Regions from separate parts of the Mus musculus genome. Here all the other regions are linked to region 1. Evidence: chromatin contacts called from public HiChIP or PLAC-seq data. All regions are on one chromosome and are shown on one strand. Each heading gives the region's core, a stretch centred on a gene start, on an enhancer-like site or on the middle of the called end of the contact. The rest is flanking DNA. Distances are from core to core; before and after follow the strand shown.

The links. HiChIP or PLAC-seq counts read pairs in DNA pulled down with a chosen protein or histone mark.
Region 2: an H3K4me3 HiChIP or PLAC-seq map of the 230-238 cell line shows a contact between it and region 1, with 6 times the contacts expected there. The contact joins the promoter of Ythdf3 here to the enhancer-like site in region 1. A contact is called at or near these places in 2 of 39 promoter capture datasets (the C10 cell line and liver) and 5 of 115 datasets of contacts at active chromatin or transcription factors (the 230-238 cell line, astrocytes, bone marrow-derived macrophages and 2 more).
Region 3: a contact with region 1 is called in an SMC1A HiChIP or PLAC-seq map of large pre-B cells, with 5 times the contacts expected there. The contact joins two enhancer-like sites. A contact is called at or near these places in 1 of 15 datasets of contacts at CTCF or cohesin (large pre-B cells), 2 of 484 Hi-C or Micro-C datasets (the C10 cell line and bone marrow-derived macrophages) and 1 of 115 datasets of contacts at active chromatin or transcription factors (embryonic stem cells).
Region 4: a CTCF HiChIP or PLAC-seq map of large pre-B cells shows a contact between it and region 1, with 8 times the contacts expected there. The contact joins two enhancer-like sites. A contact is called at or near these places in 4 of 15 datasets of contacts at CTCF or cohesin (the NIH/3T3 cell line, embryonic stem cells, large pre-B cells and 1 more), 12 of 484 Hi-C or Micro-C datasets (cerebral cortex, differentiating embryonic stem cells, embryonic fibroblasts and 4 more) and 2 of 115 datasets of contacts at active chromatin or transcription factors (embryonic stem cells and large pre-B cells).

Annotation. Positions count from the first base shown.
Region 1 is chr3:15,192,412-15,198,644 of GRCm38.p6, reverse strand. No RefSeq gene overlaps it. Among named protein-coding and RNA genes, the nearest start is that of Gm33819, 38 kb to the right of the region's middle. Within about 2 kb of position 2,269, at least 18 of the 459 cell types and tissues checked have an H3K27ac peak or open chromatin away from gene starts, as enhancers often do. A contact at or near this core is called in liver, where this site is marked.
Region 2 is chr3:16,179,502-16,185,734 of GRCm38.p6, reverse strand. It overlaps Ythdf3 (YTH N6-methyladenosine RNA binding protein 3), which reads right to left and starts at 2,570. Exons shown (of 5, transcript NM_001145919.2): 1 at 2,215-2,570; 2 at 1,789-1,813. The coding sequence starts at 2,238.
Region 3 is chr3:16,069,509-16,075,741 of GRCm38.p6, reverse strand. No RefSeq gene overlaps it. Among named protein-coding and RNA genes, the nearest start is that of Gm5150, 66 kb to the right of the region's middle. Within about 2 kb of position 3,376, at least 8 of the 459 cell types and tissues checked have an H3K27ac peak or open chromatin away from gene starts, as enhancers often do.
Region 4 is chr3:14,379,469-14,385,701 of GRCm38.p6, reverse strand. No RefSeq gene overlaps it. Among named protein-coding and RNA genes, the nearest start is that of Slc7a12, 98 kb to the left of the region's middle. Within about 2 kb of position 3,776, at least 32 of the 459 cell types and tissues checked have an H3K27ac peak or open chromatin away from gene starts, as enhancers often do.

The sequences.
Region 1 (6,233 bases), core at 1,020-3,519:
GGATAGCATCTCAACATATTCATATTTTAAATAGACATTAGCAAAAGTCCTTTAAGATCCTTTAAAATTACCCTAATGTAAGTTAATAGAAGCTCTCTTGTTCTATCAGCTCCTTTTCTTTAAAACACAATTTGACGGGTCTTTACTTTAAAACTTGTCCCTTTGCCTGCCTTTAATTCCTGTATGCTGTGACTCAGGCTGCAGCTACCTGAATATTTGAGGAGTATTGATATCTTATGAGACCAATGTTCAGTTTCCAATAGACTAGACACTAATGTTTTATTAGCATTCTTAGGCCACGGCGAAAGCATCTTGCTTGCCTTTACAAGGAGCGCTTGGCTTCTGCTCCTACTTCCTCTTTTCTTGTAAAGTTGGAAGAGAAGGGTAATTTTGCCTTCCACCAGGCTATACAGCTTTGCCTTTGAGTCCTTTTTGTAGTCTATTGCAATACATACTTACTAGATTCCACTCTCTGAGGTCCTTGGAAACATTTTTCTCTTGGTTCAATATGTAAGAACTCTGTGAGGCCATATATTTAGATAGTGTATCACAGGTTTTCGCTTCCTACATCCAAATAATATGCCTGATGAAGAGCATATAGGCCAAATTGCTGGGAATGTTAACTGTTAAAAACAACAACAATAGCAAAAAATCACCTGGCCTTTCTAAGTTGGAGGAAAAGGTTTTGCAACGTTTGCATCACTGCGTGCTTATGGAAGAGAAGATTTGCTGTGTAGGGAAGGCCTGGTGGGATAGCAAGCTGTGGCTGAGAGAACACGACAATGTCCTGCTCTGTCTCACTCTCTGCTTTGATGAGGATGTGCCAGATGAGCAACAGCAGAGGTTCAGGGTCCTCTGCTTGAGTGGTCAGGTAGGATTCAGTCCTGCTGCGAATCACTGCATATTGTTATTGACAAGCTTCCATCTGAAGACTCATGATGAAGCACAGCCTTGGAGCTCTCTGTGAGCTTACCATGGGGCCAGCATCAAAGGAAGGTTCATTTACAAATGCTTGTCACTGTGAATGCGCAGATAAACAGAATGTACCCTGTTCTAGTCTCTGGTTTTTTTTTTTTTTCCTTTTAAATTTTCTATTAATCTCCTATACCATCTGTATACTGCATTTGCTCAAAGGAGCTGTCTTTTGTCTGAAAAGCACTTTATATTTCAAATATGAGTGTATTCAAAACACAGGTTTGTTTTGAAAAATTTAACAAAGTTTAATTACATGCCTTGTTCTACATTAATAATGATCTGCATGAAGATCATCACATAGTGATTCATTTGATACACTTGAACTGTTTATTTTTTGTTTGTGTTTTTGTGTGTGTCTGTGATATGTATACATGTCTGTCCGTGTGTGAATCTATGTGTCTGGTTGAGTGTGCAAACCTCTGCACATGCATGTGGAGGTAACAGAAGTCTTCTTGCTCACTGCTATATTGTTAATTGACCAGTATCTCGCAGTGACCCCAGACCTTGCTATTGCAGTTACTCTTGTTAGTCAGCTTGCTTCAGTGACCCTTGTCTCTGCTGAAGGAGTGGTGGAATTACAGCAAAGCCTCCATGCCCTCCTGGCATTTAGGTAGGTGCCGGAGAACCCTCCACTTGCTTGGGCAGTAAACCCTTTTCTTTACTATTGAGCCATCTCCCCAGTTCTGGGATAATCTGAATTTCTTTTTTAGTTTCATTCTCAAAATGGAAATTTATATTATACATAACTACTTACTCCAACAAGAATAACCTTATACTATTTTTACTTCATATGAATGACAAATTTCTTGGCAGATAACTTCATTCTTTTTTAATGCTTTTTTTTACAACAAAAAAACATAAATTGGTCATTTCTTGTTTTACATAGTTTAAAAACATATATACGTATATATCTTTTTCTTAATTTCTGAGGCTTAACTTTTTAAGGCTAAATGAATATCCCCTTCAGAGCCACACCTATATTAAGAGTGATTTTTGTAGAAATATCATCTTTCAGAAATGAGAAGGTATCAACTACTGCAGGTTGGTGAGTATGGGAAGGCAGGTACATGCTGGACACAGACACATGGCTATAGTTCCTACTGAATACTAAGACTCCTCAGTGGCTCCCTAGGTTAAGATTGCTTCTAAACAGAGTATCACTGGCCATGGCTCTTCTGTTTCTCTTTCCTTTGATGTTCAAAAGAAATCTGAGTGTGAAATCTGAGCTGTTTATGAGGCATGTTGCACAGCTCACATGTCTATAAAATAAAAATACTACTTACTCCTTGTGAAAATGAAACCAAAAGAACTTTGTGTGCAGTGTCTGGTACAACAAGCAAACTATGCTAACATTCCCAACAGATGCTCAAAGGTCACACAGGCTTCTTTCAAGCTACTCTCTGGGTACAGGATTATGTTGAGCAAGAAGTTATTGTGAATCCATGTGATGGTGTACAGAACACAGCTGGGTTGATCTGGGTTGTCAGATTGCTAGCTGAAAACTGTCTCTTCTTGGCGAGGATGGATCCAAGAACAATAAAAACCTTCATTTGAAGAATTGCTATCTCTAACATATTACAAGCTTGTTTTCCTCCATCTGCCCTAGCTGGATCCTTAACTGGACTCACATACATGTGACATATACATCTAACAGGATTCTCATTGTTCAGACAGAGCTAGCTTCTGACCAAATGGCCCAAAGTAGCCTTCAGTGCTGGCTAATTCTTTTTACTCATTTGTTTTGTGCATTTGTGTGTCTGCTTCTCTTCACCAGACTGTAAGTTTCCAGAGAGCAGGAACGTTTATGCCTTTTTGCTGGATCTCCACAGGTCACACACCTACATATATTTAGTGCAAAACAGCATTAAAAATATTTGTTGAGTGTACATTTGAATGGCAGGCCATGTTTGACACAATGCAAACACCTACAAGACAGTCATCAAGTTATTACCATTACCAGTGACCTACTTATCTGAGGTTATGAAGCAGACGTTCAATAACATTCTTCGATAAATTAAAGAGCAAAAATCTTATTTAACATGTAGTTGAGAATAGTCTCAATCAATGAGTCTGTGGTTTAGGAAATGTTTACCAACTCTAACTCCAGGGTAAGGCAAAATACAGTGGTTAGAAGGCATAAGAATTCCCATATCCAGTAGTCAGGAGTTATACAACTACATGCTCCCCTGAAACATGTGTGGCATCCCTCAGGACACTGGAATTTAAGTAATCTCTCCTTCCATCCATCAAATCTACTCTTCTTTCTTGAAAAGACTTGCTCAATGTGTATTGCTTCTAAGAATGATGGATGTATGTTTCTCAAGAATCCAGAAACACAAAATTAATTCCAACATATTTTTGTATCACTCTCTGTTTTTCAGGGTCCAGAGAAGGAGCAGTGAACTGGAACATGTCTGGTAAGCAGAAGACTATAAACAATAGTTCTGTGATTGATGCAAGAATGAGCCAACAGACATTTCAAAATCAAAAGTGAAGCCAGCAAAAATTACATCTTCCAGCACCTGCTTTGTGTCCCTGTCTCCCCAGGACGTGCTATACATGGTAGCTGAATCACTATCATGGTAGCTGATCCATGCCCATGCTATCTCTGAGACAAACCAAAGGAGGGTACAAATTCTACTTGGAACAGACAACCATAGTTAGTGGTAGGCCTAAGCTAATATTGAAACAATTTCTGCTCCTTTTCATTGGCTTGATGGACTATGAGGGTTACACATTTCACACATGTTTCATAATAATCAATATGCCTAATACTTATTTTATGATTATTTGTCAAGGACTTGTAATTTGTGGTTTCTGAAAATAAATAAATAAGAGAGTGTCACAGGAAGCCAGATTAGAAATCTTAGAAAATTTTACCAAAGTCATTTTCAGCTAGAATATGAGATTCAGAAACTGGCCTTCCCCTTGACATAGAGAGTCAATTTGGTAAACATGGTTGGTCAATAAAGGTGTAAAATTATGATGGTATAATGTTTTAGAAAAGTGGTATATCTCATCAAGTATCCTCTTCAAGGGAAAGAGCTTGCTCAGCTCACATCTCCAGACTGATCCTTCTCGTTTCCACATGTTGCCACCAGATGGCGAGGCAGTTATGCAAAAGCAATCTGTTCATGAGTGCGTCCAAGAAGAAATGACAGCAGTGGGAACTGCAATTCAGTTGAAAGCGGTCACGGCACTTGCTCACTGATGAAGACGGCCTTGCTCGTTTTGTCTTTCCTTTTTTTAGAGTAAAAACTGATGGCTACCTATCCAAATCAGAGACAATTTGAGCAATAAAGTCTCAGAAAGCTTTTTTTTTAAATCAGAAACTCTATCATTCATAATTGGATTTTTAAAACAACACCAAAGATCAAGTATTAATAACCAACCCCTGCACCCTCTAATTGTTACTCGTTTTCTCTACCCCCTAAAATCTGCAAATAGTTAATTCTTCCTAATTTCCTTCAACTAATCTGTAGTAATCATATAGTTTTAAATTGTCACTTACTACCTTCTGGCTATCATCTGATTAACTAATCTCAAGATATTCGAAAATTCAGAGAAGTTCTATGAACCAATAAAATTCAAAACCATCACATTGACAAAACCAAAGAGTGACTAAGAAACTGTCATGTCCTAGAGAAATCCATAAAGACATAATATCTAAATGGATTGTGATATCCCAGATAGAATTCCAAAGCAGAAAAGGATATTATATAAAAATGATAAAGGATGAAATGAACAGAATACTAATGTAATTCATATTGGTTTATTAATGAATAAAAGAACAAAGGTATGTGCATCTATAGAAATTAAAACAAAGCAGAGAAGGAGAAAGAGAGAGATAGAAACAGAGACAGAGAGACAGAGAGAAGAAAAGAAACAAAAATAAAAGTTCAGTCCATAAAACTAAACAATTCCTGGAAATTCCATGAAAATAAAATTTGAAAAATCAGTAATTTGAGAACCTGAATTTCTCCTACAAAATAAATTTGTATGCCTCAAGACTCTTTGCAAGCCTCACTCTGTGAAACCCAAATAAAATAAGAAGAACATTAAGTCTATGGCACAGTGCCTTATTTGGTGTTAAAGACGTAGGCTGAGGCTCTGTCTTTACTAGCAATAGGGTCTGGAAATACTGTCTTTGCCAAGGGTATAAGAAGGGCAAAACTATGCAGAGAACCTTGGTGACAACTATAGTAGGTATTATGCAAGACAGGCCAAAATCTCTCTCTCTCTCTCTCTCTCTCTCTCTCTCTCTCTCTCTCTCTCTCTCTCTCTCTCTCTCTCTCTCTCTCGGGAGCTTTTAAGAAGTGGCCATCTAAGTGATACAGACTAAGGGTGGGGTATAAAGGCTAGTGAGTATAAATAAACAGGCCATCTATTTCTCTGAAGTTGCCCAATGTATATAGTCACTACCATTTTATGTTCAGCAGCTTCAGAGATCTGCTAGAACCTCTCACTATTTGGGTAATTGTTGCTCTCATTACATCAAGAAATAGGACAAGAAACAGCCTAACCCCAAATTATGCTGAATTATGGTACAGGACATAGTGCATATTCCCTATAAATGTTTAAGACACATTAATAAATGCTATGATCCTAACTCATTTCCATGAAAAGTTTTATTCTTAAAAGGAACACATTCTTAATTAGAAATATAAAGACTACATGAAGCTTAATTGCTTTCTTGATATCAAATTAGAAGACTTCATGTCCAAGGCAATGAGGAATAGATATGACTGACTACTTTGAAACAGTTTTCCAGTTTTTGTTTGTTTACTTTTATCTAAAGTTTCGTAATTGAGAGTAGTTTAGTGTCAGATACCATGACATCACAGCTGAAAGGAAAGGAGAGTCTTTGGATGTTCTTTCAGGTCATTTTTAGTTTTGTTTGTTTGTTTGTTTGTTTGTTTGTTTGTTTTCTAGTCTTAACTCTTCAAGAAATACACTTAATCTATAAATGCAAAGAAACATCCCAGGAGTCACTGTCTGTGACTGAGAACTTCCAGGCTGTGCTAAAAAATGTCTTTTATGAAGACAATTTCCTGGTGGGCTGGTAAGACGCCCATGGTAGTAGTTTCAGTCCAACCACAACCACCTTACTGCAGTGTCATCACTAAGCATTAAAACAAAATAGCGATGACAGATGAAATTTATGTATGAGAAAATGTTGCATTAATAAGAAAGCAAACAGCCAGAGCATTGCCAAGGGAAACTGAGGGGAAGCCGGTTACTGGAGGCTGGGGGCAGGG
Region 2 (6,233 bases), core at 1,321-3,820, 990 kb before region 1:
AAAATGTATAATGTACTAAGCAGACTTAGTTAATCAGTAGCTATATGTGGTATAGGAACCCAGGACTATAAGAAATCCCAGTCTAATCTTCATCTTAGGATAAAATTAAAGTTATAAAAAAGAGTCAAAGAAAATCTGCGGGATTAAAGAACTTTCAAAAACACAATATGTATGTGTATCTAAATATTAAATCAGAAGTGATACTAACAATTAAAAATTCTCACATAAAAAATGTAATCAGAGGGTGATGAAGTCTGTGGCTAGGCAGCTTCTGTCTATTTGGTGATAAGTCTATCAGCAGAGCGGTCACTAGGCGACACCAAAATGAAGTGGTTGTTCTCAAGTAACCAAAACTGTGGTAATACAGAACTAGCTTATAATACCCATCTGCATGATCTATTTTGTTTTATCCAAAAGACCTTCACAGAAATCACTTACCTTAAAACAGGTAACATAAAACACAGCACTTCAAATAGCCTTGCAAAGTGCCATGGCTCTAGAATAAAATAGTTTATACTAGGCAATAATGACCAGAAATTTCAGTATGGTCAGATTAGTCAAAAAAGGAAAAGGAAAAAAGTCCTTTTAAACTTACAAATGTTTAATAACTAATTTTAAACTAACCTCTAATTCTGAAGTTTACAATTGTAACTAAAATAAACTGGAATTCTATGAATTAAAAATTCCTAGATGTTCATATGCTGAAATAAAACATTAATTAAAATAGTTTGTTAACTAACACACTACAATGTATCTGGCATATATAAACTCTTATATAAAATGTAGTGTGGCATGAAGAAAGTTATTCTGGACAGAGCACTATTATTTCTAATTAACCAGCCTTGGCACATAAAATCCCAGGAAAACCATTGAAAGCATCAATAGAAACAATAAATCTTCACCTAAAGGGCTATTACAGATCTTATTTTTTAAGTAGTACTTAGTTACTGGGGAACGGGGAAGAAAAAAAAAAGCAGGAAGTGTAATTGTATTTAGTGTCACTTCCGGCACTACAAAACGTTACAAATATATAGCTCATTGTAATGTTCTTTAATTGGCACCACCCCAAGAAAGGAGTTATTGTTCTACACTAATATCACATGTTAAGCCATGTTTCAATCAGCTGACTACTTTGTTCCACACGCATAAATACAAACTACATTTGTGTTTTAACTGCCTTACTTTTAGTGGTAGTTTTTAAATAGCAAATCATATAACACTAGCAATAACTGCACAAATAATTTCCTTCTCGGGCTTTTGTAAGAAACCAGATCGAGACACGCCTTCCAATCAGAGCGCTGCTGTAAGATTACATACTTGTTAGGAGTTCTATAGTGGTGTTGTCTCCTTGCAAGCAACTTCACTGATTCTATTCAGTGATTGGGGCATGATTTTCACCCAATGTGGCATAGAACGCCATGTGATTTGCCAAGTTTAAATGTAATCCCGAAATTTCAAACAGAATGCTGTTCACTTTAAAAACTTATCCAACTATACACAAATGTAGAAAAAAGTATGACCTAAGTTATGTAACAAACATAAATGGTAAACTGAAGAAATAACATTACGTTCATTGAAATACAACCAAGACAGCTGTTTCTTCTTAGTACTTCGGTTTCTACAAACCCAGGAGCTAAGTAAATGTTGTCTGTTAGCTGCGTTGGATGTTTTTCTATCCTTTATATTTAGAAAGAAGTGCAAAAACAAGAAAGAAACCGCTTACAGTTTTTTTTAAAAAAAAATCACATCAAGGGAACACCTAAGGGGAAAACAAACAAACAAACTCACCTTTATTTCCTTGCCCTTTAGGTCTCTGAAGCAAGACGACAGAGGTGGTAAAGAGGGGGAGGGGGAAGAAAAGTGCGTTAAACAGAGCCACTGCAAACAAGTTCTTCAGAACAATCCGCGTAGGTGTGAACCCCACCAGATCCTCCGCAACCTCTCCGCCCGGCCGCCTCCCGCCGCCTCTCCGCCTCGCCTCCGGCACCCGCCAGCTCCGGGCCCCGCGGCGGCCGCCGGGACCTCCGGGCCTGTGGTCACGGGCGCCGGCCGCAGACTCAGCCGCCCGCGCTCAGGCCGGCCTGGGCAGCAGCCCCGACAACCGGGACCCGCGGCGCCGTTACGGAGCTAGCGGCGGCTAGAGGAGCCGCGCCGCACGCGAGGGTGGAGCTCTGCAGCTCCGGCCTTCGCCGAGCCGGGGCCCTGCTCCCTCACCTGATCCACGCTAGTGGCTGACATTCTTCACCGTAACCCGAGAGGAACCGCCGCCGCCGCCGCCGCTGCCTGGGCCTCGCCGAGAGCACTCACAGCAGTCGACTACCGCCCTCGCGAAGCTCTGCTCCGGCCTCCGCCGCCGCCGCTCTCGCAGGCTCCAGGGAGAGGGCTCACGCTCGGGAGTCGCGGAAGGGGCCCGAGCTCGCCGCCTGCACACTGCTCGTCCCCGCTCGTCCTCCGATCCTCGGGCCCACAATGGCGGACAGGCGCCTCAGCCCCACTTCCGCTCCGGGCCGTCCTGACCTTCCGCTATCCAGTCTGACGTCCACGCACACCTCGCAGTTCCTCCCCCACTCCCGCCACGGCCTCGGGCTCCGCCCCCGCCGTGCACGTCATCGGAGAGGGGAGGGGGGCAGAGACCCGGAGGCGCAGCTGTACTTTAGACGCATGCGCGGTACCGTGAGCGTTGGGCTCGGGCGTTGTTAGCCTGGAGGCTACAGAAGCGGTCCAGCAGCGCCTGTCCGCTCAGCCACCACCGGGCGTGCGTGCGTGCGTGCGGGGTGCGGGAGCACGCTCTCAATGAATGCTTTCTAACTCTCTACTGGGATGGGGTTGGTTTTTATTGAATAAAATAGCCTTCGGAAAGAGAAACAGTTGCAAGACTGCTGCCCCTCCCGAAAAAAAGAAAATGTTAAAATGTCCCTAGAAACTGGTAATGTTACTTTCTTACCTGTTGGCAAAAACAAAGAAAGTCAGTCCAATTATAATTTTGGCATTTTTATTGAATTTCCTTCCCAAGTAAGATTTCTTTACAGGTGTGGTGTAGTGTGCATTCCTAACTAGCCAAATCCTTTTAAAACCTCCCAGTTTAAGTGCTAACCTATGAAGCAGGAAATTAGGAAAATCACAGTTTTCTATATGTAGTACCACAATATTTTAGAATCACTGTGTCAAGATTGCTTCTCATGCAAATCCTCAAAAGGCAATTTTAGGTGTGGTCAACCCAAATCCCTTTCTCTTGTGTTCCTTCTGTTCGGACCCTGAGCTGCAAATCAGTCCATTTCCCAAGGTCCCCCTTATTCTACATTGCTCTACCTAGCTCCCACTCCCAAAAACATTTTTGGTTTTCAAGGAGTTTGTCGGAAGAGGAATTGAGGCTGGAAAGTTGAAAGTGCATAGCGAAAACTAATAGAAAAGGCTTGCAGGCCTTGACTTTACTCCTATCTGAGAAGCATGGCTTTGGAATTCCACGAATCTCAGTTTGAATTCTTACCTAGCAATGATTAGTTTATAACCTTGGAGAAGTCTCTTAACCTAAACCTTGGCGTCATGAGTAAACTAAGGCCTGACATACATAATCAGCCACTTCTTGTTTCTTCACTGAGTGAGTCCCCGCATCAAAACTGTAACTCAGTGAGTACTCCTGAAATGTCAGGCAATATAATTGATTAAATAGTCACAGTATCTTGTGTGATAACTGCTGCTACAAAAATTGAAGGCTGGGTGAGGGAGCACATACCTTTAAACTCAGCACTTGAGGGTGGATCTCTGTGAGTTTGAGGCTAGCCTGATCTATATGAGTTCCAGGACAGCCAAGGCTACGTTTCAAAAATTAAAAATTTTTTAAAACCTCATTCTGTAGCCGAGGCTGTCCTCGAACTCAGAAATCAGCCTGCCTCAGCCTCCGAGTGCTGGGATTAAAGGTATGCGCCACCACTGCCTGGCTCCAAAGTAAGTTTAAGAAATAGTCCAAGGCCAGCAAAATGGCTGGGCAGATAAGGGCACTTACACCAAAAACTGACAACATGAGTTCTATACCTGGAACCCACGTGATAGGAGAGAACCACTCCTGAAAATGTTTTTCCGATCCCCGTGTGTGTGCCCCTGGGATCACCTCTAGAACACTCCATCAGTGCCGCAGAGGTGGCTGTTCTCCTTCCAGCCATCATCACAACCCCACCACACTAAAAGGAAAGAGAAAAGAGCGGGGCAGGCAGGGAGAGCAGAGTGCTCTCTCCGGATATTTCATAGCAATTTTATTTCCCACACCTGTCTACCTCCTACTAACTACAACATTGTTCTCTGAAAATTCTTGGTTGCAAGGGAACTGAAACATGTATTGTGAAATATATGTTCAACTGAGGATCAAGAATGTTACCACCCAGGAAGAATAATAGATGACAACAGAGACATAATAAGTAATGACCTGTGTGTAAAACTCTTTCCCAAATTCACTCTGCTAGCTAGTACTATTTAAATTTTTCTTTGAAACTTTTTCCAGTATTTATACTAAGATTTTTAAGATTCTGTATTACCTTCAAGTAACAGTAGATGAGCCAAGCACAGATAGTTTATAGGACTGAATGATGCATTTTAAATGTAAGATATCTAAATACTGTATATAGTAAGGTAAAACTAATAGTTAACAGAATTGAATACAGAGAAATACTTTTTAAAGTGTTGTTTTGAAATAGGCCTCTTTCCCAAGCATTCTTGTAGTTATTGAAAGGAAATTTATAAAGGCAAGAAAAAGGCAGAAGAAATCATGTAGCCTTGTGTTTCCTTTAAATGGTGTCTCTCAAGTGTGATTCTTGTCTCTTGGGAAAACTACAGCTTTTCCCTAGAACTTGTTATAAAAGCAGACTCTAGACATTGGCTAAATTTACTAAATTAAAACTTATCAAGTTTGAAACAAGGTATATATTTTTAGAAAGAAAAAAGCATGTTTATTTTAAAGTAATTTTAGATTTACAGAAATGTTACAAAGATGTTACCCAGAGTTCCTGCACGTCTCTTGCTCATCTTCCCCTAATGTTCTTGTCTTACACAACTACCCTACAATAAAAGCAATGAGGAACTTGCCTGCAAGTTGATGGACTCCAGTTCCACACTGCTGAAACTTCCCTACTTTTCACACTCGTGTTCCTTTTCTGTTTCAGAATACCATGTTACACTTCAATTTCATGTTTCCTTTGTAAGGTCCACAAAAATCACTGAAGGAAGACCCCAGACCCAGATAGTATGCAAATACAAAGAGTTTATTCTTCAGAAACATCTAGCATGCAAGGGTTACCATTGTTTCCAAATATCAATACCCACAGAGACATTGGAGTTCCTTTTATAAACATGACTGCTTAGTTGCTTCTGAGATAACAGCAGACTTCTAAAACTTAGGGCATATTCCAGGAGGTTACAGAAACCATTAACCCAAGGTCATAAAGAAGATATATACCACAGGACCCCAAGTCCAAAAAGAGGAGATAAGATATTGACTAGTTTGTCTAAACAAAACTTTAAGGACAGCTTAGCTATAGTCTTAAACTTTTCTATGACTCTTTAAGAAAGTAACAAATGGTCAAAGTGAAGCCAGATAATTGTTCCTAGTGTATATGCATGTAAGCATTCTCTGTTATAACCTCTTATTCAATTTATGACTGAATTTATGGGCAGAACTGTAGTTTTTTTCATCATGTGAATGCATGCTCTTTGAGTCTTACAAGCACTGAGAACAAAGGGCAGAGATAAGTCCCCTTCTCCTGAGAGTTAAACTTAGAGAAGCACAGTTCCCGCCTTTACCTAGCCTTCCAAGGTGTCACTTTGAGGTGCTAACTGGAGCCAGCCTTAAAGCAATTCAGTCAGGGGGATGAGCTGCCGACCTGCAGAAGCAGAGTACCTTTCACCCAGGATAGACTGCAAATGGTCCATGGCCTAGTCTCTAAATGGGATATGAAAAATGAACTCGACACCTATACCTTGTGAAATTCATCCATTGTTACATCCAAAAGTGCCCACTGAGACCACCACTCACATATGCAGTAGGCAGGAGTGCTTTTATTTTGAGAAAGCAATAAGCCTGCATGCCGGGGTTGACCACTTACTAGCATGGTGACTTCAGACAAAGGAGCGCAAGTCTGTTTTGGGAAACTCTAGGAATTTTAGTGATGGTTAGATAACCTAAGACTTCATTGTTAGGTGCTAGAGAAGTTACAGGGGTTGGTTTCTGATTGGCTGCTAAATGT
Region 3 (6,233 bases), core at 2,127-4,626, 880 kb before region 1:
GCTAATCCATTAATTTCTCCTTTCTTCCTCTTTGTCACATTCCCCACTTGTGTGTGTGTGTGTGTATGTGTGTATCTGCATATGCCCATACTTAGTGCCCAAAAGATGCTTCCTTATTTATTTCTTTAACCTGGGGTTGTTTGGGATCTGGGCTACTCCACACTTTCTGAAAACAACAATAACAACAACAACAACAACAACAACAACACACACACACACACACACACACACACACACACACACACACACCACAAGTTTGTGGTATGTGTCAGAAAGGAGCCTTAGAACCATTGGAATCTGTACAGTAGAGCACATATCCCACGTGTGTAGGGCTCATCCTCCAATCCACATATTTGTGGTGTATTTGTGGGTGTGTGTGTGGGGTGTGTTTGTGGGTGTGTATTCCTCCTCTTTTCAACTCTTGAGTTCTGAGATTACAGGCATGGGCCAGCACTATAGGACTAATTAGTTTTTTGAGCTGGGCAGTGGTGGCGCACGCCTTTAATCCCAGCACCTGGGAGGCAGAGGCAGGCAGATTTCTGAGTTCAAGGCCAGCCTGGTCTAAAGAGTGAGTTCCAGAACAGCCAGGGCTATACTGAGAAACCCTGTCTCGGAAAAAAAAAAAAGTTCTTTGAAGTTCCAAGACATTAATTATATTTCCAATTATGTTTTCTTTTTTTTTTTCTACATTTCTGACTAAGTCTGCCTGGAATTCAGAAAATTTTCAAGGAAGCTTAATTAAATTTATCTTCTATTATGCATTTTAATTAAAAATAACAATAAGAATTAAAATGATTGATTTTTCTGGCATTAAAAAAAAAGTAGACCAAAGCAGAAAGAAAACATGGCTGAGGATCTTATGAGGCTTCTGGCTTGTCTTGAGTGTCTCCTCAAAATTCTGTACAAATAAGCTGGGTTTAATTAAGTTCTGGTCCTCTAGAGTGTGTGCCTCTTCAAAATTCTGTACCTAAACTAGGTTAAAGTATTGATCCTCTAGACGCCTCTATTCAGAGACCTACCTGGAAAAGTAAGTCACATGGCTGCTCCCACCTTGATGAGGTCGATGTGCAATCAAGTGACAGAACTAGGAATTAGAAACAAACAAACATGCAAACACAAAAACTAGCCGGAAGAGAGTACAACAGAGGTGCATACACACACACACACACACACACACACACACACACACACACACACTGCATAACTTGAATTTGAACTAAAGGTACAATAAAGTAACTGAAAATGAAACTAAAAATAGACAGGCCAAAAAAAACCCAAAAAACAAAAAACAAAAAAAACAAAGAAAACAAAAAACAAAACAAACAAACAAACAAACAAACAAAACAACCCTTCCCTGTGGTTAAAGAAATGAGGTGTGGCCATACAAGCTTTTTTTTTTTTTTAAGATTTATTTATTATTACTCATAAGTACACTGTAGCTGTCTTCAGACACACCAGAAGAGGGCATCAGATCTCATTATAGGCAGTTGTGAGCTACCATGTGGTTTCTGGGATTTGAACTCAGAACCTTTGGAAGAGCAGTCAGTGTTCTTACCTGCTGAGCCATCTTGCCAGCCATATAAGCTTTTAATCCCATCCACTGATCAGGAGGGAGACAGAGGCAGATAGAATGCAGTGGATTCGAGTCAAATCTGATCAAGATAATGATTTCCTGGGCTGTGTTAAAAGACCCCTGTGCCAACTAAATAGATGAATAGAAAACAACCAAATAAGTATAATTATTAACTTGGAATAAAACAAACAAACAAAATACAAAAGGCACTGCTGGGTGCCTGGGTTATGGTAGAGGAATGAGCCAGGGCTAATGTGTCCCAAACTCTGGACTCAATACTGTGTACTGCATAAACATGGTATCCTCAGCACTCAGGAACTGGAAATAAGCAGATAATGTGGCTGATGAGCTGGGGTGGTATGGGAGAGAAGCAACTTCCATGATGTTTTCCAAAGTTGGCCATTTTCAGCTTTGTGAGGAAATTCCTTGCTAATGTATCTTTTACTTTCTTCAGTTTTTTTATTTCACTTTTTTTTTTTTTTCTGAGATAGGGTTTCTCTGTGTAGCCCTGGCTGTCCTGGAACTCACTCTGTAGACAATGCTGGCCACGAACTCAGAAATCCGCCTGCCTCTGCCTCCCAAGTGCTGGGATTAAAGGCGTGCGCCACCATGCCCGGCCTTTATTTCACTTTTTAATAATTTAATTTAATTTTATCTGCTAGCTAGCAAGGCTTATAGATTGTTCCAACTCCCGTACCCTTTGGGAGCCTGTCACAGTCTCACTGCCATTCTCAGGTCTTCTTTCTGAGTGCTGCTCTGAGTCTATCAAAATTATTTTAAAGGTATTTAACTTCTCGTCCTCGTCCTCCTCGTCCTCCTCTCCTTAACCTCGACTTTATATTATGAGGCAGGGCAAGGAGGGAGATAAAAGAGAGGGAGAGATGCTTGACTGGCTCTCTTTAGCTATCTTCCCAATGTGGCTACATGCTCTATTTTTTAACCACCCTAAAGGAAACCCATTTTCCACTAATAAACCCCAACCACATCTGCAAAGTTATTGATACTTCCTTGACCATTCTTTTTCCCCCTCTCTTTTTTTTCTGCCCCTTAGCCTATGAGTTGATCTAGCATGCTCTCATACCCCAGGGGTGTCCCTGCTGAGCTCTGTACTGCATAAACTCAGTAACTCCATCACTCAGGAGCTGAAAATAAGTAGATAGGGTGGTGGTCAGGTCGGGCTGCTTCCATGCTGCTTTCTCAAAGTTGTCCATTTCAGCTTTCTGAGGAAGTCTCATATTTAAGTTTTTAATTATTTCATTTTATTTGTTAGACTCCTCTATTCTTTGGTGGGAAGATATAAATGTAAAATGCTGTTGTTATTGTTGTTGCTGCTGCTGCTGTAGCATTTCTGGTTGTCCTGAATCAATGCTCAGAAATTACAACTGCCCTGTTCTACATAGCCAGTGCAAGGGTGGGTAGGTTGCTGTAGAGAGATCGGTCGTTTCAAGAAAGAAAGAAACAAAGAAAGAAGGAAAGAAAGAAAGAAAGAAAGAAAGAAAGAAAGAAAGAAAGAAAGAAAGGAAGGAAAGAAGGAAGGAAGAAAGAAAGAAAGAAAGAAACAAAGAAACAAAGAAAGAAAGAAAAGGAAGGAAGAAAGAAAGAAAGGGAACAAATAAAAACTCTGGGAGTGCGTGTAGTATGATTCCCATTGGTTAACCTTAAATGCCTCTTGTTGCCTGAGGGTCCTGGTCCCCTGTGAGGTACCTTCCTGTGACCTTGCACGCTGCCCTTGCCACCTCTGGGTCTGTTTCTGCTGTGTTGTTCCATCTTCCTGCCCACAGCCATATCTTCCCATCTGATCAACCTATTGCTATTAGGGCATGGCCGGGCATGTCTAGTCTCCTGTTAACTCCAGTTGGTGTGATCTTCCCATACCCACTCCTGGTCTTCCGACTCCGCCTGGGGGGGGGGGGTCCATTTCCTGACGTCCCACCTCCCTGACATGAGTTGGGAGCCTGCTGTGGACCTGCCCACCAGTAAGCCCTTTCGCACCCTTCGATGTGGTTCTTTACCGTGGCCAATAGGCATGGTGTGTCACAGCTGGAGCATGTCCTTCTTGTGGCAGAACAATGGGTTACTTTCGGTTTCAGTTGATGACCTTCTTGGCTTGGCCACCGCCGTCACTCACCCATCCCATACCTCCCCTCCGGTTGTGGTGGAGAATCATTGTTCCCATGGGTGACCTTAGTTGGTTGCTTCTCTTTTCTCCAACTGATGGGCGTGAAGTAAAAAAATCATATAAACCGAAAACCACATAAGCGTGAAGTTTCCTCAAAAAGCTGAAAAGCGAGGACTTTGGAAGGCAGCATGGAAACAGCTTCTCTCCCAGACCACTGCTTATCTGCTTATTTTCAGCTCCTGAGTGTTGGGGTAACCTAGTTTATGAAGTACAGAGTCTGGAGCCCGGAGCTTGGGACACTCTAGCCCAGGGTTCTCCCCTCCTTCACAAACTGGACACACAGCACTGACTACCATTGTTTGTTAGTTTTATCCTAAGTTAATAATTATACTTATTCGAGTTCTTTCTATTCATTTACTTATTTGGGACAGGGGTCTCTCTACATATGCCTGGAAGTCACTATGTAGATGAGACCTGCCTCCAATCCACAGCATTCTACTTGCCTTTGTCTTCTTCCTGAGTGACGGGATTAAAGACATTTATGGCCACACCTGGTTTCCTTATTTATTTAACCCAAAGAAGCTATTTCTCTGTCACTCACTTTTTAAATTTCTTTTTATGTTATGGTGTTGTATGTTTAATTCAAATTCAAATTTGTGTGTGTCTCTGTGTGTGTTGGTGTGTGCACGCCTGCACCTCACACTCTCCCTGAATGGTTTGTGGTTTCATGTTTGCTTGTTTCTAATTCCTTCTTCTGTCACTTGATTGCACATCCATCTCATTAGCATGGAAGATGCCATCAGTATGGCAGCTATCTTGGCTGCTGACCTCACCAAAATGGAGGCACCCATGTGACCCATTTTTCCTAGTCTCTAGAGGACCTCAACTTAGTTAAACCCAGTTTGCATGTGCAGAAGTGTGAGGAAGTACAGAAAACAAGCCAGCAACCTCATAACATTCTCAGCTGTGTTTTCTGTCTGCTTTTGCCTAATTTTTTAAACCCAGATGAATTGATCATTTTAATTCTCTTGCTATTTTTAATTAAAATGTATAATAAAACATAAACACAATTAATCATCCTCAAAGTCCTTTTGATTACCACACAAACTGATATAAAATAGATAAAAATAAATATGAACATGATTATAATTAATTGTCCTGGACTGCTAAGAAACTTTCTAGTTAGTCCTAGTTTTAGATAACTGTTGTTCCAGACTAAAGCAGTCTACACAATGACATCCATGACAGCAAGGATCACATGAAGAGACTCTGTCTTGAATAAATTAAATGAGGAATGAAGCAAGTATATATATATATATATATATATATATATATATATATATATATATATATATATGCCAATCATGTTTCACTCATTTAATCTCAGTAGAGGCAGAGGGATTTCTGTAAGTTGAAGACCAGCCAGGTCTACATACTGGTTCTTAGAAACACACAGACAGATCCTAACTTAAAAAGAATAATGATAATAATAACCGAATGATAAATAAATAACAGCAAAGTAAATAAGTATAAACATGAATATAATTGACTTGGACTTAATCAAACAAAGAAACAAGGGATAGCAATGCTGGGAATCTGGCTTAGAGCCTAGGGTGCCTGATACTTTGTTGGACTCCAACCAAAACTGGGCATGCTGGCCCCTATGCAGCTGAAAAGAGGAGGAACACACACACACACACACACACACACACACACACACACACACACACACACGCACGCACACACACACACTACAGTCCCATGGATTGGAAGATGACCCACAATATGTGTAATATTGAAAATGTGCTCTACTGTAGAGATCCCAGTGTTTCTAATGCTCCTTTGCCTGACACATACACACTCACCTGCTTTGTTTAGTGTTGTTTTCAGGAAAGGTGAGGTAGCCCAGAACCCACACAACCACAAACAGAAGAAATAAATGAGAACCTCATGGACACTAGGTAGGCACACACACACAGAACCCTACAAACACACACACACACACACACAGAACCCTACAAACACACACACACACACACACACACACACACACAGAACCCTACAAACACACACACACACACACAGAGAACCCTACAAACACACACACACACACACAGAACCCTACAAACACACACACACACACACACACACACACACACACACGCACACACTTATTACTCCCATTAGTTGGGTTATTCAACTGTGAGAGGAGACATACCTGGTCTAACATTCATGTCTTATTCCAAAGGGTTATTTATATCAGCACAGGAATCTCTCTTATGTGAGGGTTCATCCCTGGGGCAGCTTATAAAAGCAAATGTATACCATAATATCTTATACACGGGTACAGGAATTGTTGCTGGGTTGTCAGTTAAAGTTTAAACTTATCATGGGTAACTATTCAACAAAGCAGTTCAAATGACTTCTAGCATGATTGGTTTCCAAGGGCACAAACCTAGCAGAATATAGAATCAACTTGGACATGAGACTATTTACTAGTAACTGCAGAAACAACAAATGGGAAAGTTTTCTTATAATATT
Region 4 (6,233 bases), core at 2,527-5,026, 810 kb after region 1:
CTGCATATGTATCAAAAGATGGCCTAGTCGGCCATCACTGGAAAGAGAGGCCCATTGGACACGCAGACTTTGTGTGCCCCGGTACAGGGGAAAGCCAGGGCCAAAGGGGGGGAGTGGGTGGGTAGGGGAGTGGGGGTGGGTGGGTAAGGGGGACTTTTGGTATAGCATTGGAAATGTAAATGAGCTAAATACCTAATAAAAAATGGAAAAAAAAAATAAAAATTCTTGTTTGACCTATAGTTTTCATCGTGGAGGTCTTTCACCAGTCCCGTGTGTTTTATTTCTAAATACTTAGTTTTGAGATTATTTTGAGTATTTTATATTTTAAAAGTCTGTTCTTTTCTAATGAGACACAGAAAGAGGTCTGGATGGAATGGGAGGTAGGGAAAATAGAAGGACTAGAGGGAGGGGAAATGTAGCCAGGATGAACTGTATGAGGCAAAATCTATTTTCAACAAAAGAGAAAAAGTAACAATCAAAAGAAGAAAAAAGATTTTTCATTATTTGTTCCTCAGCAGGTGATTGTTGTTAGAAAAGCTATTATGTTTGTACATTTGCTATTTTCACATTTTATTTGTCCTTAGATAGTTTAAAACAATGTATTTTTGATCACAATGTATTTGATCACACCTAGTTCTTCTGATTCTTCCCAGGTCCCTTTTCACAATTTTTGCTGTTCATATACTCTTGGATGTCTGGCCATTACTGGAAAGTGAGCCACTCTCCAGGGGCTGTACCCTGAATGAGCCATAGCTCACCTGTATATTACTCATAGCTCATACTGTGTATTACTTGTTACAGTGAATTTAGTGGGGGATTTGATGATTTTAAAATGGAAAGAATAAGGCAAAATTTTTAAAAGGTTTACTTATTTTATATATGTGAGTACACTGTCTCTCTCTTTAGACACACCAGAAGAGCGCATTGGATCCCATTACAGTTGGTTGTGAGCCACCATGTGGCTGCTGGGAATTGAACACGGGGTCTCTGGAAGAGCAGTCAGTGCTTTTAACCACTGTGAAATTTTATATCATGAATATTTAATATACCAAATATAATAGTGATGCATCATTATTATAAAAATTACATAAAGTTTGAAAAAAGATTAAAGGAGATGATTAAATTAGTTTGTGTATTTGTGTTGAAGTTCAGCATCATTTGTATAATTGCTAGTACCAGGAAGATAACATGTTCAGGTGAATAGTAAGAATATATTCGAAACATTTGAAAGTGGACCACAAGACAGGTTCCCGGAGAGCTGTCACCGTGTGCCTCCTAGCAGCTGCCAGAATGCCAAACTGGGAGGAAGCAAGAAGTGTATGGTTTGCCAGAAGACAGTCTACTTTGCTGAGGAGGTCCAGTGAGAGGGCAACAGCTTCCATAAATCCTGTTTTCTGTGCATGATTTGCAAGAAGAATCTGGACAGCACCACTGTGGCAGTGCACGGCAAAGAGAGCTATTTCAAGTCATGTTACAGCAAGAAGTAAGAGCCAAAAAACTAAGGCAACAGGAGGGGCACAGGCACTCTGAGCACGGACAAGGATGAGTGTCTGGGCATCAAGCCACAGGAAGCTCCCGGGTACAGGCCCACCACCAACCCAGAGGCATCCAAGTTTGATGTAACCATACAGTCTATGATGCAGAGAAGGTGATTGCTGCTGAGAAGTCCTGACTTAAGTCCTGCTTCCGATGTGCCAAATGTGGCAAAAGCCTTCTGTCAACCCTGGCAGACAAGGATGGTGAGATCTACTGCAAAGGATGCTATGCCAAACACTTTGGGTCCTTGGTCCACTCAGAGTGAGACTGCTGTGGCCTGTGCATATTGCCTACTCCTGAGCTTTTAATCAGCAGTCCATTCCCAGAAGCCTTGGACACCTCCAAGATTCTTTCTCACTCAGCCCTCCTGCACATCATTAATGACTTGGGTTTGGGTATCTGGCTTCTTTTGGTTTAGGGGTCTGCCTGAACTCCTTCCCCACTAAGGGCTTCCTCCTGCCTGGCATTTGATACCATTACCTTTAGGAGACATCTGTCTAGTCACCCCTTTCCAGAGACCAGGTCCCTCACTCCACACCTCACCCCCATCGACCTCTGTTTCTAGGCTGAATGTCCACCCTCTATTGGCCAGGACACCTGAGCCCATGCCATTGGAGCCCAGTAGAGCAAACCAGCAGTGTAGGCAGGAAAAGCTGGGTTTATTGGGCTAGAAAAGGTTGTGGTTTATTGGCTTCCAGAGAGTTTCCTCTGGGTAGGAGTCTGAGATTCTTGGTGCATCTCAGTCTGAGAAGTCCCCATGAGAGGCAGGGAGGTGCAGATAGAATTGTGGGGCCATCAGAAAGAGCTCTTTCTCTGGCGTCTTGCCTTTGAGTGTGGAAATAGTGAATTTTTTTTTTCATTTAGGAATGGAGAGCAACCCATGTCAGAGTACCCCAAAGTCTAGAGTTTGCCTGACCTCCTTAGGCATCAAGTTCCCTCTTTGATGGGCAAGGAAGATCCTAATGAATTCCTGAACAAGCATTTACATTTATCAGTCATCCAGATCTTGGATTAGTCAATTCTGGGTCTAACCTTGGGTCGGGTAGCTGGGATGGACACTTTTTGATGCAGCATAGCCCAGGGTAGAGCTGTGTTCTAGCCACTCCTGAGGGTTCCTCTGAACCCCACGTCCTCATTCCTCTCCAGCGCAGACACAGACCCTTCTCCTATCACCCCATCTTTCTCTAGTAACCTTCATTATCTTGCCCAGCCCATCCAGGCCCCAAGGTAAGGAGCAGAGGGGAGAAGGGGAAGGGCTGGGCCTTGATGCTCCCCAAGACGGAAGGGACAAGGCTGTACATCGATTCTCTGCAAGGGCTGTAGGCATGGGCTGTTGAAGCTGATTTATCATCTGATCAATAAAGCAATTTAGAACTGAACTCTTTCCTCATCTGTCTGTGGGGGTCCTAGGGACCCAGGGAGCCAGGGCTGGATTTGGCAAGGCCTAGTTGAAATGAACCAAAGGCAATCACTCTGGAGTTTTCTAAGGTCTGTTTACTTTGTGGTATTGGTTCTAAGGAAACCAAATGATCAAAGGCCACCACCTTCCCCTATTTGCCCTCCACCCCATCTCAGGATGCGGGGATTTTGTGGACTTGGCTTTTGAAAGGCTCAGTTATGTCCTGACAATGTACTCAGCACTTCAGCTTTTGCAAAGCCCCTTGTAAAGAGAAATTCAGCTAGAGGACTTTTTGTATCAACTCCAGAGATCTCACTTCTTGGAAGTGTGTGTGTGTGTGTGTGTGTGTGTGTGTGTGTGTGTGTGTGTGTGTGTGTGTGTATGGTGGGGAGAGGCAGCTAGCCATCTGCTTTTCTGCTAGGGCCTCACAACCAGCTGTACGGAAGAGCAGGCTTGGAAAATAGGCTTGTCTGAAGGGTTGTAGTGTTGTTCATCTTAGGTACACCTACTGTACCCAGAGCTATGCTGTGTCAATCCATGAAAATGCGCCCTCACTGAGTTTTTCAAAACAGTGAGTGGAATTTAACCAATAGGTTTTATGCTTTTATTAGCCAGAGGATCAGGCCAGCAATGCTCCAACATTGGACCTACAACACCTGCCCAACAGCTGGAGATCAAAGAGTGTTAGCCCTAAGTGGCCCTGACAATTCTCAAACATGGCTCAAGACCTACAGGAAATTCTCAGGGAGGTTTGTGCGCAGAGGACAATGGTTTATTCCATAAACACAAATGGATCCTCCTACCTGGACGGGACACACAGAATACCATGATCCAAAGGTGGAGACAGGCTGCCCTCTGCTGGCTGCGGAGGCCCAGCACAGTACCATCAGGCCAGCCCTAGTACTCTGTCTCACTTTTCCCCATTGACCTTCTCACAATCACGCAGTGCAGAAGGGACTTCACACATCATTTATTTATACACAGTGAAGCTCGGGTACCAGCAGATGGCCGTAATTGCGTAGGGCGTGGGGAGCCACAGAGATTTGCAGGCGTCGAGTTTGCTCTGTACGGATCGACACCAGGTGGCGCTGTGGGGTCAAGGCCAAAGGCAGCCACTCCGTTTTTCTTTTTCTTTTTTAAATTTCATGTTATTTTTGTTAGCTACTCCCGTTCTGCTGTGGGTGTTGATGACCCAGTGCTTCCGCGAGCACATCTAATGTCCCCGGAAAGAGGTGTGCTCTAACACTGACCTGTGGCATACCAAAGCACAAGAATGACCCAAAGGAGAGAAACTGACAGAGTCCCCCTTTTTTTCCATTTAAGGGCGACCTGGACATGGTCCAGGATGCCCGTAGGGGAAAGAATGGCATAAAGGACTCCCAGTTGCATGAGTGTCCTGGCCGTTTAGGTGTGGTGGAAGAAAGCTGCCTGTTCTGATGGAAGTCGTGGCTCCATCAGTCTTCCTTCAAGACCACAAGTCTGGGTCATCTAAAAGGGTGGCTTCCATGGGACATCAGTCTTCAGAGATGAGGGAGAATGTGTTTGGAGATTAAGGCAGGAAGAACGTGAGTTCAAAGCCAATCTTGCTACAGAATAACCTTGCTACAAAAATGTGTGTGTGTGTGTGTGTGTGTGTGTGTGTGTTGCTATTAGATGTTTAAGTAATCCCCAAATCAAGAGTACATACTTTGTGAAGCTACAGTCCCCAACATCCTTAGGCCCTGGTAAGGGTGGGGGTAGTTTGAGAAATAGAACACAGACCCTTGGGAACCAGTCATTGGATGGTTCTAACTCCCTTCCTCCAGTCCCTGGTCCTGCCTTCAAACACACACACACACACACACACACACACACACACACACACACACACACACACCTGTTACTAAAACCATTGCAGGGTGTGGAGGGATGCTTTTAAAATAGATCCCAGATCCACCCTATAGATTCTGATCAGGTCGGGATGGGACATGGGAAACTATTTGAAAAGTGCTTGCCTGAGATGATGCTCATACTGGAGCCCTTGGAGTCTATGCCAGCTTTGCCAGCCTTGCCAGTTGGTCTTACAGCAAGGGAGCCCTTCCCTCTGCAGCTCACTTGCCTTAGGACTAATGGTTACAGGAACTTCTGGAGCTGTTTGTAACCAGTTGTTATGAGTAGAGAGGACTTATTTGAACTTTCTGTTTCTGTTCTCCAGAGTCCATGAGAACAGGTTTAGACTTCTCTCACCTAACATCTTGCAAAGCTTTGAAAACAGCTGTCCTCCAGTCTGACTGGGCTCGCTCCTCTTTAACCCCATCCCCACAGAGATACTTGAAGCCTTGAGGGTCCTTTTTATTAGTTGAAGAAGAAAGAGGAGTTTTCAGTGTAGCTCCTGGAAGAGCACTTAGCAGGCATGTGTGAGGCCTTGGATTCAATCCTCAGAAAAACTGCATTGAGGGGCACACCTAGGCACTTGAGGTACTTGGACATGTCAAGGCAGAACCATTCTAGGAAAGATCTATAGACTTCCTAGGGCTAGACTACCCTAATAGTGTCTCCTTCTTTTGGTTAGTTTGGAAACATAAATTTGTCATTTCTGGTTTATTCTGTATCACTGATAATTCAAAGACCATTGACCTTTTGAGACTGAATCATCTTATTTATGAACCACTAAACCAAAGCCAGGAACCAGGGAACAATTTGGGACACAGTTCAAGGTCAAATGGCAGAATAGGATCTGCATAGAACCTCCTGAACCAGGACATATCCCTATAATGTAGTACTGTCTATAGAGAAGCTGGCTTGCATTGAGAGGTAGAAGGGAGAGCAGAGAGCTAGGACTATAGTGACTGTCAATATTTATGAAGCCTAATTTGGATGCTGTCTTATCTAGTGCATGTGAAAGCCCTTGTAGTTGAGGGTGATACCCTATATTATAGAAGAGGAAAGTGAGAGTCAGTGCATTTTTAAATGACTTACACAAAGTCTCTGGCAAGTGGTGAAGCCAAGATTGGAAGCAGCTGTGTAGCTTTGGGTCCTCCTCCTCCCCTTTGTGTGTCAGGGCCTTGTTTGTGAAGTGAAATGTTGGCCTAAATTAGTCCTGGGGAAATACTTCCGAGGCTCTGATGTGCATATATATCTCCTGGGGAATCTTGTAAAACACACGATCTAGTTCAATAGCTTTGGGTGGAGCCTGAGCCAAGATATCTCTCACAAGCTCCCAGGAGAAGGTGGTGCTGATGTTGCAGATCCAGAGACCATACCAGAGCAGCCAGGCTTAAGAGGACCCACCCAGCTCTGATGTTCTTTGTTTATGAGC